3 separate regions of the Hordeum vulgare genome follow, and regions 1 and 3 are each linked to region 2. A link is a contact called in public Hi-C and HiChIP or PLAC-seq data. All regions are on one chromosome and are shown on one strand. The core of a region is the stretch at or near the end of the contact, and the rest is flanking DNA. Distances in the headings are between cores, read along the strand shown.

The links. A called contact is a pair of places that touch in the nucleus more often than the background predicts. HiChIP or PLAC-seq counts read pairs in DNA pulled down with a chosen protein or histone mark.
Region 1: a contact with region 2 is called in an H3K4me3 HiChIP or PLAC-seq map of embryo, with 9 times the contacts expected there. The contact joins the promoter of LOC123401776 here to the promoter of LOC123402388 in region 2. A contact is called at or near these places in 1 of 6 Hi-C or Micro-C datasets (seedling) and 1 of 1 datasets of contacts at active chromatin or transcription factors (embryo).
Region 3: a contact with region 2 is called in a Hi-C map of leaf, with 9 times the contacts expected there. The contact joins the enhancer-like site here to the promoter of LOC123402388 in region 2. A contact is called at or near these places in 3 of 6 Hi-C or Micro-C datasets (leaf and seedling).

What each region holds. Positions count from the first base shown.
Region 1 is chr6H:400,388,371-400,391,913 of MorexV3_pseudomolecules_assembly, reverse strand. It overlaps LOC123401776 (probable inactive leucine-rich repeat receptor kinase XIAO), which reads right to left and starts at 1,811. Exons shown (of 1, transcript XM_045095629.1): 1 at 28-1,811. The coding sequence starts at 1,431. The coding sequence ends at 139.
Region 2 is chr6H:400,963,173-400,966,750 of MorexV3_pseudomolecules_assembly, reverse strand. It overlaps LOC123402388 (salt tolerance receptor-like cytoplasmic kinase 1), which reads left to right and starts at 1,644. Exons shown (of 2, transcript XM_045096301.1): 1 at 1,644-2,231; 2 at 2,318-3,109. The coding sequence starts at 1,880. The coding sequence ends at 3,012.
Region 3 is chr6H:400,305,986-400,309,348 of MorexV3_pseudomolecules_assembly, reverse strand. No RefSeq gene overlaps it. Among protein-coding and RNA genes, the nearest start is that of LOC123401776, 82 kb to the left of the region's middle. Within about 2 kb of position 1,623, at least 3 of the 3 cell types and tissues checked have open chromatin away from gene starts, as enhancers often do. A contact at or near this core is called in leaf and seedling, where this site is marked.

The DNA.
Region 1 (3,543 bases), core at 562-3,061, 580 kb after region 2:
GGACGCGTTGGCTGCTCGATCACCGCGTTCAAGCAAAGTTATTTGTTATTCCATTAATATAGTTCATCATCCGGATAGTATGATGATGAAACTAAAGTATACGTACATACGAATGCGTTATCTACATTACGGAACCTCTCATGGTTCGCACTTGGGACATGTGGCATGGTTCTTCTGCGGCGGCCCCTGGCAGAAGAAGAACTTGTGCGGACACTTGAGCAAGCAATTATCCGCCAGGCTCACCATGGCACCGCCCTCCTTCATCTGCCTCAGCTCTCTCGGCAGGGCTCCGCAGAGGTAGTTCCCTTGCAGCATCAGCTTCGCAAACGGCGCCTTCCCGTCGACGACCTCCCCCGCCGCGGCCCGCACGGCGTACTGCTTCGGCACGCCTCCGTCGAACCGGTTCCGGTCGAGCCCCACCGTCCTGAGACGCGGAATCGCCGCGAGACACCTGGGCAGCCGCCCGGTGATTCTGTTGCCGCTGAGGTCCACCTCCAGCAGCTGGCTCGACGCGCCGCCGTCCGACGCCTCCTCGACCGTCCCGAGCTGGTTGGATCCCAGCCGCAGCTGCCCCAGCGCCGGGTGCTCGAACGCGGCGCCGGGGACCGCGCCGGTAACCGCATTGTTTGTGAGGTCGAGCACCTGCATCTCAGGGAGAGCATGGAAGGCCGCGGCTTGGAACGGCCCGGAGAGCCTGTTGTCACGCGCCACGACGGACACGACCGTCGGAGGCAGCCGCCCGGGCGCGTCCAGCAGCGGGCCGGACAGCTTGTTGTCGCTGACGTCGAAGTGGACGAGCGAACGCATCTTGCCCATCAACGGCAGGCTCCCGGTGAGGCGGTTGTGCTGCAGCTCCATCCGCGTCAGGGCGCCCAAGGACGCGATCTGAGGCGGTATCCCGCCGGTGAACGCGTTGCGGGAGAGGTCGAGCTCGTGGAGCGACGAGGCCGGGGTGAAGAGGGACGCCGGTATGTCGCCGGAGAAGGCGTTGCCGGAGAGGACGAGGATGCGGAGGCTCGGAGGCAGCGCCACTCCCGCCGGTAGCGAGCCGTGGAAGCGGTTGCCGCGGAGGGACAGCGTGTCGAGGAAAGGGAGCGAGGCGAAGACGGGCGCCGGGAGCGTGCCGGAGTACCCCGCGGGGTCGAGGGAGACGCCGGCGACGCGTTGGTGAGACGAGTTGGGGGGCGTGTAGCAGTGGACGCCGCAGGTGAAGGCGGTGCAGGGGTCGCGGGCGAAGTCCCAGGAGGCGAGGCAGGAGTAGGACGGGATAGTGGCCGCGTCCACGGCGGATTTCAGCGACGCCAGCGCGGCCGTGTCGCCCGGGAAGGTGGGGCTGGGACCGGGAGGCGACACCGCGGCCGCCGCGAGCTGGAGCACGATAGAGAGCGCCAGCAGCGCCATTGGTGGCAGCACGCGGGCAGCAGAAGCCATCTTCGGATCGATCGAGGAGAAGGGAGACGGTGGGAGGGATCCCTGTGGGTGGCTTTTGAAGACGGCGGCGTTAAATCTTGGAGGTTTGGTCTGCTCTGAGCGAGTGGGGTCAGTGTGGTGCGTGAGCTGTTCACCGGACTACTTACGTCGGAGTGCTAATTAATTGGGCGGCGTGCCTGTATGCGCCCGGAAAACGAGGGACTGTTATGTTTTGGGGTTTGTTTAACGCTGGAAGGTCATGGTGATGACAGCTTTTGTCTCTTGGGTGCGTTCCATGATTCCAGAGTGGAGTGGAGAAAGCGGTGGAGTGCCGTTCACTCATGTCCGGTTTAGACACGAGGTGCCGTGTGACGCCGTGACGGCGTGAATGAAAGTGGAAACTATCGATAATCCAAATATCATCTTATTGAGAAATGTGCTACCAAATGTGACGGTCCAGTAGCTAGCATTATCACGAATGCTAGGCTAATATGGATTTTTAGTACACTTCTACAAATAAGGAAGTAAATTATACATCGTCATTAAAACCTGCAAATAAGAAAAGGAAAGTTACTAATAATATTAATTAATGGATGTTTCCTCAATTCCAAAATTATTTCAATAACAAGCTGGCACAATGCATGAAATTGTTCTCGTCATGCAAACCAACCTGTGGTTGGATAATTAAAGGGACCGTGGTGTCTCTAATCCATCAGGATTTAAGTCCTGGTGCTTGCCTTATTTTTAGATTTATTTCAGAATTTTCAGCGATACGCTTTCAGTGAAAGAAGACGTTCCCGTCGACGAAAAGGCGTCTACGTTAACTTCGTAAATTTCAAGATGGCATGCCGGATCAGTCTTTCGGGGGTACTCATAGGAATAGGGTGTACGTGTGTGTGCTTATAGTAATGAACGTATGCACGTGTATATGAGCACTTGCATGTGTATTCTGTTTAAAAAAAAAGTTGTTCTGATCCATTGATGCACACAAGCATACTCATTAATTTTAAACTAAAAGAAATAAGCATTAGATAAATGTTTTCGAGTGATCAACCTGTCAACCAAACAAGCTGGAGGATTACACGAATGTTCACCATCTCATGATAATGGATTAACCCACTATTAACCACATGATCTTTTGTGACGTCCTTGTGATGGAGAAGAATGCTTAATCGATCAGAGGGGATGACCGGCTTTACATGTTAGGCTTTGGAGCGATGTCTATTTGGAATTAGGCTCGAATTATCAGCACCCCTTCATCAAGTGGTTAGGAGTAGCGACAGTTGTTGTTAAAATGATGGCTTCGCACAAACTGATATATTACTTGTAAGGTCTTTATGAATAATTAATAAAATGACTGCATGCATCGTACAGATGCAGAGGCCGGGGATAATCCTCCTTTTGTAATAAAAAAGAGGGGATGACTCACATATTTCCATGAAATTCTTTGAAAAACTGTTTCTTCAAAGAACAATGCGGTAAACAGAACGGAAGTAAATCTGATGGAAGAAAAACTAAGATACGCATGCAATCAAAACTAGAATAAAATCATTAGAACATTATATAGCATGTGAACACGGTAATACAACAACACTAAATACAAGGCATAGCATACGAGCTAAGCATTCATGAAACCCTCAAAGATAGGGAGAATCAAATTCTCCACTCAACATGCAAATTACTCAAAGTAAAAATAGATGAAGAATGCTAAACTAGGGGCGCATTGGAGACATTATAGGTAGATCTTCAAACCTTCACAAACGTGTTCGTCGATGATCCACAATTACTCTTGGATTCTTTGAACTCACACCTAATTGTTTGGAAGATCACATTCTTCAAAAGTAACAAGTCATAGTTCAATCGAACGGTTTCTTCACTTAGGATTCAGTCGAATCCATCAGAAGGATGAGCAAGGTCATGAACACTACGAACATCATGCTAAATCTTCAATCATTATGGATCTTTCAAAGAATGACTAGGAACTAGTAATGCAACACAAAATCCACTTCTCTTAGAGCAACTTTTGCAACCCCTAGTTGAATTGGATGATCTTGAAGTTCCTTTCACCAAAGAGAAAAATGACAGGGTGATCAAACAGATGCCAGCTGATAAATCACCATACCCAAATGGTTT
Region 2 (3,578 bases), core at 395-2,894:
GTGATCAGGTGCGGGAAGCACGACAACGCCTTCGCCGTGAACCCGTAGGACAACCCTGACATGCTCCAGGTGCTTTTAGTTTAATCTTGAACTGGTTTGCGTTTAAACTGATGTGTGTGTTTTTATTGTGGCACAATATTTATATCTGCTTACTATTATGTCTTGTTATGTGTGTTTTTCTTAAGGCCGTTGTGTGTTGATAACCTCACCATTGCATCCAAGAGGTTATCAGACAACAAGCTGTGCATGCTACCAAACAGTTGTTTGTTCGTTTTTGCACATACAAACGGGTAATCAAACAACGAGCGACGGAGCGAGGAAAGAAATGAAAGGTGTGCACACCTCAAGAAAAAATACTCAACATAATCTTTTGAGCAAAATTAATACATACTAAAAAAACTCCAAATTCTGAATGGGCCACGGCCCATCGTGCCTACACGCTCGCTCCATCACTACAAACGGCATGCCTAGAATGACATCTCATGCAGCCTAAAGTATATGTAAAGAACCAAACTATATATAAATATTAGTTTTGTGTCTGTTTTTTTTACCTCAGCCAGACCTTGTTCATGCAGGCTTCACTGGCCGGTTCCAGCAACTACGGCTACCAAACACGTCCTAACTACAAAGGCGTGACGATGATGCGTTTGACATACACAATATGCTGTGAAGTCAAGCACCACGAGTAGTTTGTCGCCCTAGGGTCGGAGCTCTTGTGCAGTCATGGATCTGTGCCTTTCCTAGTCAACGTCCGAAGCGCGTGCTCGGGCCCGCATGTGCTTGTCCTAGCGGTGTTCATACTGCATACACGCGTATGCCAATCGTCTCTGAAATGTTTATTTCTAACCAACACAGTAGTCGTTGGGTTTGGGTAGGATAATAAGATGCAATGCATACTGCCGTGCTCCACTGTGAAAAAGCAGAAATCCACGGACGGTAGCAGGATCTGCATCGCACTATGGGCGGGCCCTCTGGCGCGCAGTAAATCCGTCGACAGCCATACGGAGGCTCTCGTAATAAACTAGTAGTAATGGGCAGCAAGTAGGATAGGATCTGGATACTGGATAGTGGGTTCACAGTGCCATGTGTTGGCCGGCCGCACAACGGTACGTACCTTTTGCAGCGCAGTAAAAGCAAGCACGTCCGTCGAAACTCGAAAGTCGATTTCCCATTGGCCCGTTGCTCCTGTCTGCTCCACGACTGCTCCATCTCCGTTCGGGATCTTTTGGTACGTACTGTACGTACAGTATAGAACGCACTTGCCCTGGGAACGGGATGAGAGATCCCATCAGAAATGCTTTGTTAAATGGAACAGGCCCCGCCACTTGGTGCCGCCCGCCGGTAGGACGTCACGCTCCGTGCGTCCGATCTAGCGCGCGCGCGCGCGCGCCCACTGTTGGTTGACAGATGGAAATACCTGTCGAAATGAAGCACCCACCTCTCCCTCAACAGTCCAATCAGGAATTCGAGAATGTTTTCTTAAGGGTTGCCGAAAAAAACACATGCCGATAGGGGTACCCAGGCAGGACTGCAGAGGCATATATCACGCATCTCAAAGCATGCCTAGACCTTTCTTTACGCACAATGATTAGTGGAGCCCCACCCAAGGATGCGACTGACAGCTCGCGTAGTAGGAGTATATAACAACGGAGTCCAGTGGCCATTCTTTGACCGGGCCCTCTCCCGCAGGCGCAGGCATCTCCCAAGCGCAGCCAGGGAGGAAAATACGCGCTCCTACCTAGCAAGAACAGCGACGGGAGGGCAGCCTCTTTCCGATCTAGCACTGTATTCCATTCCAGTAGGCAGTAGGCATCTCCATCAACGACGCTCCTCGGCGCTCCACGCACGGTGCGTGTGCGTGCGTGTGTTGCTGCGCGCAATGGCAATGTTGCCCCGGTGCGGGCTGTTGGACTGCCTCCGCGGCGGCGAGCGCGAGACCCCTGCGCATGACCCCCGCGTCTCGGCCGAGCCGAGCGGCAAGAGCGGGCGGGCGAGGCGGCTCGATTGGGCCGAGGTGGAGTCGGTCACCGGCGGCTTCTCCTCCCGCGTGATCGGCCAGGGCGGCTTCAGCACCGTCTACCTGGCCTCGCTCACCTCCTCCCGCCTCGGCGCCGTCAAGGTGCAGCGCAGCAGCGAGCGCCTCCACCGCCTCTTCCGCCACGAGCTCGACGTGCTCTTGTCCCTGCGCCATCCCCACGTCGTCCGCCTCCTCGCCTACTGTGACGAACGAGGTACACACACACCCACCCACGTCTTGGTCAACCATCTAGAGTTAGAGTGTCTCTGTAGCTGATCTTGTTTTGTTTCCCGGGTGCAGAGGAAGGCGTGTTGGTGTTCGAGTACGCCCCCAACGGCGACCTTCACGAGAGGCTCCACCGGAGCGGGCAGAAGCGGGCGGCGCTGCCGTGGGCGCGGCGGATGGCCGTCGCGTTCCAGGTGGCGATGGCGCTGGAGTACCTCCACGAGAGCCAGGACCCCGCGGTCATCCACGGCGACGTCAAGGCGTCCAACGTCCTGCTCGACGCCAACATGGACGTCAAGCTCTGCGACTTCGGCTTCGCACACGCCGGCTTCTCCGCCGCGGTCCTCCCCGCCGCCGCCGCCAGGGCGTCGGCGCGCCACGTCATGGGCTCCCCGGGGTACGTCGACCCGCTCTTCCTCCGCTCCGGCGTGGCCACCAAGAAGAGCGACGTCTACAGCTTCGGGGTGCTGCTGCTGGAGCTCGTCACCGGCCGGGAGGCCATCTGCGCGGACACGGGCTGCCGGCTCGCCGTCACCGTGGCGCCCGTGGTCAGCGAGGGCAGAGTGGCCGACGTGGTGGACCGGAGGCTGGGAGACGCGTACGATCGCGAGGAGGCCGTCACCGTGGCGGCGCTTGCGTTGCAGTGCATCAACGCCAGCTCCGGGCTCCGGCCCTCCATGACGGACGTGGTGCGCGTCCTCCAGGAGAAGACGTCGGCGTTGATCTCCGCCGTTGGGCCTAAGCCGGCCAGCAAGACGGTCGTTTCGTAAAGGTGTACCATACGTACGTACTACTGTCGTAGGGGTGTAAATGCTTAGGTAGGGCAGCAAACTTTTTCTCACTTAAGTGGATCAGTTAGCGGTTGAACATTGGAGTCCCGTACAATTTTTGTGATGTCATGGATGGGGTTGCAGGCCGGCACGTAGTGGCTCATTAATCAATTCCGCTTGTAGATCTTACACAGTTGTTTTTTGTTTGAGATAATACATGGGGTTACGTCTTACGTGGTTAATAAGCTAGTAATACAAACACCCACCCATGTGATCTTGTGGCCGTACTAGTTTGACTCTTTGAGTTTGAGGCGAGTTTACTCCTCAGGAAATCAAAGTCGATCTTCAGCCGATATCCCGCCATTCGCTGCGTTGAGTGAATGCATGTGATCCACCATGGTCAGAAGTGTTGTGTTTACTCAGCTTGGATGCACGTCCATGCATCATGCACTCCCTCCTCCCCTGCCGATCAAATGGACACAGATCCATCTCGTTGCTTGCAGCCGAGTCCCCAACAGTGGTTCAGTTTATTATTCTCCCTCTTTTCTGCTTGGATGATTGCAAGC
Region 3 (3,363 bases), core at 374-2,873, 660 kb after region 2:
GACTAGTTCGTTCATCATCATAATGCTTTGCATGATCATATAGAGCTGACATAGTATTTGTGGAAAAGCCACCATTCATCATATTCTTGATACATGTCACGCTAGATCATTACACATCCCGGTACACTGCCAGAGGCATTCATACATAGTCATATCGTCACATCCGTTTTCGTATTGAGTTGTAAGTAAATAAAAGTGTGACGATCATCATTATTAAAACATTGTCCTAGTGAGGAAATAAAAATGGGGCGGGGCAAATGGGCCCACCATAATGAAAAATGAAAAAAATGAAAAAATGAATGAGAGAAAAAGAGGGAAGGGACTTTGCTACTATCCTTTACCACACTTGTGCCTGTAAGTGGCACCTTGTTCTTCATATAGAGAGTCTCATGTTATATCGTACATATGCTAGTAAGAATCACTTTTTCATAACCTTGGCTTGTATATTCTGATGACATGCTTCCTCAAATGTCCGAGGACTTCATGAGCAACCAAGTTGGATGCACACCTTACTTAGTTCCAGCGAAGCTTTCATACACTTATAGCTCTTGGGCATCATTTGCATGGCAATCCGTACTCCTTGCATCGATATCTATCAACGGGCATCTCCATAGCCCGCTGATAGGCCAAGTGGATGTGAGACTATCTTCTCCACTTTTACTCCTTTGAAACCTACTACCATATTCTATTCCGTCTTTATGTTATGTTCAATGGTTCAAGCTCATGTATTGCGTGAAGAATAAAAAGTTGATACATATTGAAAAAGCATGATCCAATTGCTTGACTTGAACAGCGTGGTGCTTAACATTTGTATTTAATATAGTAAAGATGGAGCCATACCTTGCTAATATAATAAGATGGATAGGAGTAAAATAAATCTTTGAGGATCGTATACTTTGAAAGATTAATGGTTTTGCTGCTTATATCTATAAGTATTGGTGTGTTAATATTTGTTGATTCATCTTTTCTCAATGAGCATACATGCATAAGGTTACATCATGGATAACATGTCACATCAAACTTTTTGTTTTTATCATTTATCTACTCGAATTCCGCATGAATATATTTTTACCACAATTTTAACTTCTCCAACTTCATGATTTTTTATAACACAACTTCATATATTTTTAACATAATTTCAGGAATTCTACATGGCTAGATTTTAACTTCTTTGGCTTCATGATTTTTTAACACAATTTCATGAATTTTTTAAGAATACGCATTTTTTATTGATTTCTATAAAACAATTACATGACTTTTTTCGAAATCCATGATTTTTTTATGAATCGTTTTTAATTCATTAACTTTCTCTACTTCCGCTAATTTTTTCAATGAATATTTTGAAGTTCATCAACTTTTTGCAAAATTATGATTTTTTTCCTAAAATGAACCTTTTCAATTTCTCTAAACGTTGTCACTTGATATTTTTTTCAAAATTCAATGGTCAACCAGTGAATGCTGAAACCTAAAACACAGCAAAGAAGGATATTGTTTTCTTGCTAAGCCGGCGTACGCGCAGAAGACAATGCATACGAGCGATCACAGTCGATTATATTGGTCGACCAAGTACAAAAGCCTTCAGGGAGCACAACCGATCAACACCCATTTGCAATCGGGCACATGAAGGCGCTTCTATATGGGCCCGGCCCATATGGTCTCTTTTTTATCCGTCAGTTTAAAGGGAGGCCCTAGTCGGCGCCTTAAGCTTCGATTAGCTAGCTTGGCGCGTGCATGTTTACTGTTTGGGTCTGTTTCAAGTTTGTCCCATTTATGACTGTTTCAAGTCTAGCACCTCCACATTTACTATTTCGTTTTACTGTTTATTCAAACAGTTCACCAATTTAAAAAAAATAAGATGGAAAAAGGTTCACTTGATTTGAAAAAAGGATCGTAAAATTTGAATTTATTTATTAAATTTGATAAAAGTTCATCAATTTTGAAAAAGGTAATAAATTTGGAAATAGTTAAACAATTTTTTAAAAACATTAATCGCATTTTGAAAAAAGTTCATTAAATTTGAAAAAAGTTCATCTCATTTTGAAAAAAGTTAGTCAATTTTTAAAAGAGTTCACCACATTTCAAAAATGTTCATCTAATTTTTTCGGCAAAGAAAATCATAAATTTTGAATAAAATAAAAAATTTGAAAGAAAAAACACATGCATTAAAATAAAAGATAAAATGAAAAAATAAAACTGAATAAAACATCCCTGCAAATGACCAGAGAATCGGGTAAAAACAGTTAGGCAAGCTTGTGGAATCTTTCCAAAATTGAAGGATTCCCGCGACCGGAGGAACAAATAAAAACAGAGAAAACAAGTTTGTAACAGGTAGTCATAAATGTCGTAGTGGTGGGTGTCGCTCGCTCTGAAGGAACTGGTCCTTGGTTCGGACTCCCACTGCGTCCTTTTTCTAAACGTTTTAGTGAGTAAAATAGACGTTAGATGGGCGGGCCCATCTCGTACTAGTGGAGGGTTGCGCTACACGCACCTGTTTGTGAACAGGTGCATGGAAAGGCTTTTCCTATTTAGCACCACACGCACCAGTTCCTTCGCTTTTATGCAAACCGACGCCTACATGCACATGAGTTGGGACAGCCCATCTAGACTTTCTTTTCTATATTTTTAATAGACTAAAACAAATTTAGTTGAACATGATTCGAACCGGCGACAAACCTTGCGAAAATTACATGGTGTAACCACCACGCCACCCACATGGGATCTGATAAAAATGAACTTGTTCTCTCTTTTATTACTTGTTTCCCCTTTCTGCTTTTCCTTTTTCTTATTTTTGTTTTTCGTTTTCCATTTCGTTTTCCTTTTGTTTTCTTTATTTTCATCCCGGTTTCTTTTATTGTTTGCAATAGGCGGACTTTTATTTAAATGGCTCGTTTTGTTTGATGGAGTTTTCCTAAAACTTGATTAACTTTTTTCCAAATCGATGAACTTATTTTCAAATTTGTGACTTTTTTTTTCAAATCAATGAACTTATTTTCAATTATGATGAACCTTTTATCAAATTCTATGAATTTTTAAATTTTCATGAAATTTTCTATATTAAAGAAAATGTTTCACAATGAGTGGACTAATTTTCAAATTTGACAAACTTTTTTTCAAAAACAATGAACTATTTTTCAAATTTGATGAACTTTTTCCAAAATTAGTGAACTATTTTTCAAATTTGACGAACTTTTTTCAAAATCAGTGAACTATTTTTCAAATTTGATGAATGGTTTTCAAAATCAATGAACTAATTTTCAAATTTGATGAACTTTTTTCAAAATCAGTGAACTAATTTTCAAATTTGATGATTTTTTTTGAAAATCAGTGAACTAATTTCAAATTTGATGATTTGTTTTAGAATTA